Linked DNA regions of Mus musculus: region 2 is linked to region 1. Evidence: chromatin contacts called from public promoter capture Hi-C data. All regions are on one chromosome and are shown on one strand. The core of a region is the stretch at or near the end of the contact, and the rest is flanking DNA. Distances in the headings are between cores, read along the strand shown.

Region 1 (2,706 bases), core at 144-2,643:
ATGTACAAGGAAGAAGGAAGTGAAAGAAAGCAGGACAGTACCTGGACTAGACTGTAACAAACTGCAGACTGTGTAACAAACTGCAGACTGTGTAACAAACTGCTGTTTCCATACTGAGGGGAAACTGTTCTTGGCAAGTGAGTGGGGGAGGGGGTTTAGACTAAAGGACACATCTGTTGTTTTGTTTTCTTTTTATACAGGGTCTCACTATGTAGACCAGGCTGTCCTGGAGCTCACAGAGATCAGCCTGCCTCTCGGTCCGGCTCTCCTTTCAGTACTTCCTGCTACAGGGAAGGCCAGCTTCGTTTCTACCCTGTGTGCTTGTGTCTACTTCATTGACGGGACGAGTGTCTGTAGGTCAACCCTGGTGGTCCTTTCTCAGGCGCCAACCATCTTGTTTTCTGAGATAGGATCTCTCAGTGGTCGCCAAATAGCCCAGGTTGGCCGGCCAGAGAGTCTCAGGGACTCGCCTGTCTACTTCCCCAGTCACAAAGGACAAGACTGCATGTGGCTCCAGACGATCAAAGTCAGGTCTTAACTTGCAAAGACTGCTGCCCGCATGCTTTTTCTCTTCCTGTGTTTACTTTGTTTGTGACTGGGGTTTTCCTCTGCCTCTGTATGTCAGGTGTTAGTTATGGAGCTGAGAACTCCTCTGAGGCTGTCTCTCTGCCAGGTGACCGGGTGCAGCCGGAGCGAGCATGTGGCTCTCATCCACACCTGACTCTCAGCCCTCTTTTATTTCCCTTTCACGTGACTTACCAGTGTGTGCATCAGCAACCGTCATCACAAAGAACCATCGAAGGCCCGCAAGCTGGCACAGCGGGTAAAGGGTCTTGCTGCCAAGAGTTTGAACCTGAGTTCGATCCCCAGGACCCACACGGTGGAAATTGTCCCCTGCAAATTGTCCTCTGACGTCCACGTGTGTGTGGTGGCACATGTATGCCCCTCTCCCATAAGTAAATAAATAATAATAAATAAAATAGCAAAACTTTTAAAAAAATGCTTACATTCTTGCGGGGGGGGGTTATAATGAAAGTAGCATAGAGTAAAACGAACTCGTAGTGTTCATGTAAGGATTTTAAAACTCCACAGGGGTCTCATGCATGGCGGCAGGCACCTCTGCTATTGGCCCATGATGCCCATTTTAAAGTGCAGCTAAGGCCTAGTGTGATGCGGGCCTGTAATCCTGACACTTGGAAGGTCGATTAATACAAGGCTAGCCTGGGCTAGATGCCCCAACACGAACAAAAACAAAATAAAACAACAACACAGCACCGTACAACAGCGAACTTGCCCTTCTGCTGGGCAAAGCCCTCTTCCCAGGGCTGCCCTAGACAGATGTGGAACCATCTACTCCAAAGCCGTTCTTACTACACTTACCCACCAGAGGGCGCTAGGCACCTTTCCAAAGCTGACCTTGCCCTCACTAAAGAATGACCGCTTTCCAGTCCCCATTAAAACCACCTCTCTTCCTTTCTGAACCTCAGAGGGTCCTTATTTCTGTGCCTCCCTTGGGATCTACAGTCTTCCAACTAACAAATCATAATGTTGCCATGGCAACACTGCCTCCGTTGTGTTTTTCTCCTTCGCCAATTGGCTTATGAGAGAACGACTCCCCTGTGAGAGGCTCCTTTGGGGATACTAACAGAGTCTCTGAGAAGCTTCCAAGACAATGGGCCTGAGGGGTGTGGCTCAGACCGCCGAGTGCATGCGTGCGTCTAAGCACGTACAGAACCCTGGCTTCCCACGCCAGCACCACAGGAACTTGGCCTTGGATTCACACCTGTAGTCACAGCACTGTTGAGGTAGAGGCAGGAGGATCAGAAGTCCCAGTTTATCCTCAGCTACATATCAAGTTTAAAACCAGCCTGGGCGGCCTGAGGCCCCGTTTAATCTTATAATCCCAGCACTCCGGAGGTTGAGGCAGATCATCATAAATTCAAGGATAACTAGGATTATGTAGTGAGTTCCCGGCTTCCCACGGCTCAGAGTTAAACCTTGTCTCAAAAACAAAGCAGAACACAACACACAGTCGTGCATGCACGTGGGAGCGCGTGGGCGTACACACACACACACACACACACACACACACACACACACACACACCCTTTTCCTGGTGACCTTCCCATGTTTAGCTGATGGAGAGAGGAATGGGCTGTTCATAGCCAGAGAGCAGTGAGTCTGGGGAGGTCTGGTGTACCCGGATGCCTCTTTTATCAGAAGCTGCACTCTCTGCCTCATTTGAAGGCATCCTGGGCTGGGATATGGCTCAGCTGATAGGGTGCTTACCTAGCACTCACGAAGCCCTCAGTGCTAATCCACAGACCACCTAAACCAGGGCAGGTGGGTGTGAAGACCAAGGTCAGCCTCCACTAGGTAGAGACTTTGAGGCCAAGCAGGGCCACATAAGACTATCTGGAAAAAAAGAACTATTTCACTTAACTGTTTTAACCTCTCTATCTCAGACACCAAGCCTAGCAGCACACCCGCCTCTCTCCGCTATCACATGACTAAAGTTGACAAGACTTGGAAACACCTAGGAGACACACCTCCTGACATGCCTGTGAGGGAGACACACCTCCTGAAATGCCTGTGAGGGAGACACACCTCCTGACATGCCTGTGAGGGAGGCACACCTCCTGACATGCCTGTGAGGGAGACACAGCTCCTGACATGCCTGTGAGGGAGGCACACCTCCTGACATGC
Region 2 (2,700 bases), core at 86-2,585, 460 kb after region 1:
TGGCAGCGTGGGAGCCACAGAGTGGTTGGAGGTGAGACTTGGGGTTCTGGGTAACCAGGTAATGGGGAGGGGTGGAGGGGGCAACCTTCCTTTTCCATGCTCTTCCCCGACCCACAGGGCTACCTCAGCGTGCTACACCTCAAAGCTGTTGTGTACGTGAGCCTGGACAACTCCGTGTTGGGTGAGCTAGGGTAAAGCTACCGCCTGGCCCTCTCAGGTCTGTTTATGCAAAGGAATCTATCCCTGAGCCCTGCATTCCTCCCCTCCCTTCTCTTCAGGAGATGGCAAATTCCATGCTAAGACCAGCCCCCTTCTCGTCAGCCTCATTGAGAATATCTTGAAGCAGGCAAGAGGGGACTGCGGCTGGGGATGAGAGAATCTCATGGGAGGGCAGCTCGAAGGGGGCAGAGGCTGACCTGTGCCTCTCATCTAGGTGGACTCCCCTAACCATAGTGGACAGACCCTCTATGAACAAGTGGCACTCACCCACCCCAGCTGGGATGCTGAAGTGTAAGTAGAAATGACAGACTGCGGGGTGGAGACTCGGGAGAAACTGAGTCCCCAGAGGCCTTCAATCTGCCTGCCCTCAGGATTCAGCCCCTGCCCATGGACAGCAGTGCATATTCCTTCACAGCCTTTGCGGGGGTCCCAGCTGTGGAGTTCTCCTTCATGGAGGTGAGACTCCCCGGCCCTTGCCCCAGGACACCAGGCCCTCAGCCTGTCAGCACCACGTTCCTGCGCCCAGCCCCTCCATGTCCCTGCAGGATGATCGGGTGTACCCATTCCTGCACACGAAGGAGGACACATATGAGAATCTGCACAAGATGCTGCGAGGTCGCCTGCCCGCCGTGGTCCAGGCAGTGGCTCAGCTCGCGGGCCAGCTCCTCATCCGACTGAGCCACGATCACCTACTGCCGCTAGACTTCGGCCGCTATGGAGACGTGGTTCTCAGGCACATCGGCAACCTCAATGAGTTCTCTGGGGACCTCAAGGTCCAAGATGCCAATCCCGCTCCCAGTCTGCAGGGGTTCTTCATAACTAGGGGGTGCCTGGCTTCTCCTCTCCCCAGCCCTGCCCTCCAATCAGCCCCTTTTACTTAAACCTCCAGTCGCCTAATCCTCGAGGACACATCCAGTACGACGCCACATCCCTGGGATCTGCCTCCCAAACCTCATAGGCCCGGTGATCCCCCATGTATCCGGTTCCCTTTCTCTTTTGCGCTTTGACCCCACCCATATTGGTGCTGGCACCAATCTGTCAATCTTAGACTCTGCCTCGCCCACAGGAGCGCGGGCTGACCCTGCAGTGGGTGTACTCTGCAAGGGGGGACTACATCCGTGCGGCGGAAAAGCTGCGGAAGGAGATTTACAGCTCGGAGCGGAACGATGAGCGTCTGATGCGCATGTACAACGTGCGCATCATGAGGGTGAGACCCGGCCCCCCGCCCGCCCCCTTCTGGCCTGGTGGTCCCTTATCCCAGGACCTGGCATTTGTAAAGCATTCCGCCCCGACGCTTTCTGTTGGCTGCTCTATCCCTCTGTTCTGGGTGTATGATACCGGATATTCAGGGTTCATAAACCAGCCAGGCTAGAAAACCTGACCTGTCACTTTCACAAGCCCTTGCCAGGTGATGAAATGTATAGTAAGGACCTGACTCTTTGCTGTCTGCTGTTTAACCTGCAAAGCCTAAAATATTTGTTCCATGGATTTTTGCAGAAAAAAAAGTTCCAGACCTCTTACTTTAGACTGTGTGGCTTGGGTCTTGAAAGACAGGCAAAACATGAGTTGATGCAAGGAAAAGAGGTCTTTTCAGGGTGGAGGGTAAGGCAGGGAAATAGACCTGGCCTTTCTTGGGAGCTGCGCATGGATCATCAAAGCCAGAACAGAGATCACGTGGAGAACTGAACAGTGGATCAGGGACCAGTTGGGGGGAACCTTTAAATAGTTGAAGAAATTTGGGATTTTTGTGGGCTTGAGGTGGGAGGGGCTGGGATAAAATCAGAGTATTGTGCATGTCAAACAAGTGCTTTACCACTGAGCCACGCCCCCAGCCCCTCACTGGGGGATTCTAGGCAGGTGCTCTACCACTGAGCCACGCCCCCAGCCCCTCACTGGGTGATTCTAGGCAGGGGCTCTATCACTGAGCCACGCCCCCTGCCACTCACTGGGGGATTCTAGGCAGGGGCTGTACCACTGAGCCACGCCCCCAGCCCTCACTGGGGGATTCTAGGCAGGGACTCTGCCACTGAGCCACATCCCCAACCCACCTTTCATTCACATTTTGAGAGAAAGTTTGCTTGGTTGCCCAAAATAGCCTTGAACTCACTTTGTAGTCCATGCTGACCTTGACCTTTGATCCTCCTCCTGACTTGTCTCTCCAAGTAACTGGTATTACAAGCCAGGTTCAGGAGTTTGGATTTTGAGTGTCTGGGCGTCACGAAAATTTCTTACAAGGAGGTGAGGTGGCAAAACAGAATATGTAGAAAGGAGTCTGGAGAGAGTACCAATGGCCTGAGGAGGAAACTTCTGCTGTCCTGCATACCAGTCGCAGGTGTCAACAAATGCCTGTAGGGGGCGCCTGGACAGATGGTAATCGCAAATGCACTACTCCCTAAACCGGGAGTAGGAAACCTGCACAGGCAGGATGTTGAAAGAGGCGTTCAATAATAATAATAGTAGCTGGCTTTTGTAGAGCGCTAC

Evidence for each region. Promoter capture Hi-C pulls out the DNA fragments that hold promoters and counts their contacts.
Region 2: a contact with region 1 is called in a promoter capture Hi-C map of hippocampal neurons, with 2.0 times the contacts expected there. The contact joins two enhancer-like sites. A contact is called at or near these places in 4 of 39 promoter capture datasets (hippocampal neurons, liver, neutrophils and 1 more), 1 of 15 datasets of contacts at CTCF or cohesin (embryonic stem cells), 6 of 484 Hi-C or Micro-C datasets (the G1E-ER4 cell line, the P5424 cell line, embryonic stem cells and 2 more), 3 of 115 datasets of contacts at active chromatin or transcription factors (double positive thymocytes, large pre-B cells and neural tube) and 3 of 9 other capture datasets (embryonic stem cells, liver and pancreatic islet).

The regions. Positions count from the first base shown.
Region 1 is chr5:137,121,413-137,124,118 of GRCm38.p6, forward strand. No RefSeq gene overlaps it. Among named protein-coding and RNA genes, the nearest start is that of Trim56, 6.6 kb to the left of the region's middle. Within about 2 kb of position 1,394, at least 62 of the 459 cell types and tissues checked have an H3K27ac peak or open chromatin away from gene starts, as enhancers often do. A contact at or near this core is called in hippocampal neurons, where this site is marked.
Region 2 is chr5:137,582,641-137,585,340 of GRCm38.p6, forward strand. It overlaps Tfr2 (transferrin receptor 2), which reads left to right. Exons shown (of 20, transcript NM_015799.4): 13 at 1-31; 14 at 118-181; 15 at 279-346; 16 at 434-510; 17 at 591-675; 18 at 765-992; 19 at 1,286-1,426. Among named protein-coding and RNA genes, the nearest start is that of Tfr2, 14 kb to the left of the region's middle. Within about 2 kb of position 1,336, at least 54 of the 459 cell types and tissues checked have an H3K27ac peak or open chromatin away from gene starts, as enhancers often do. A contact at or near this core is called in hippocampal neurons, where this site is marked.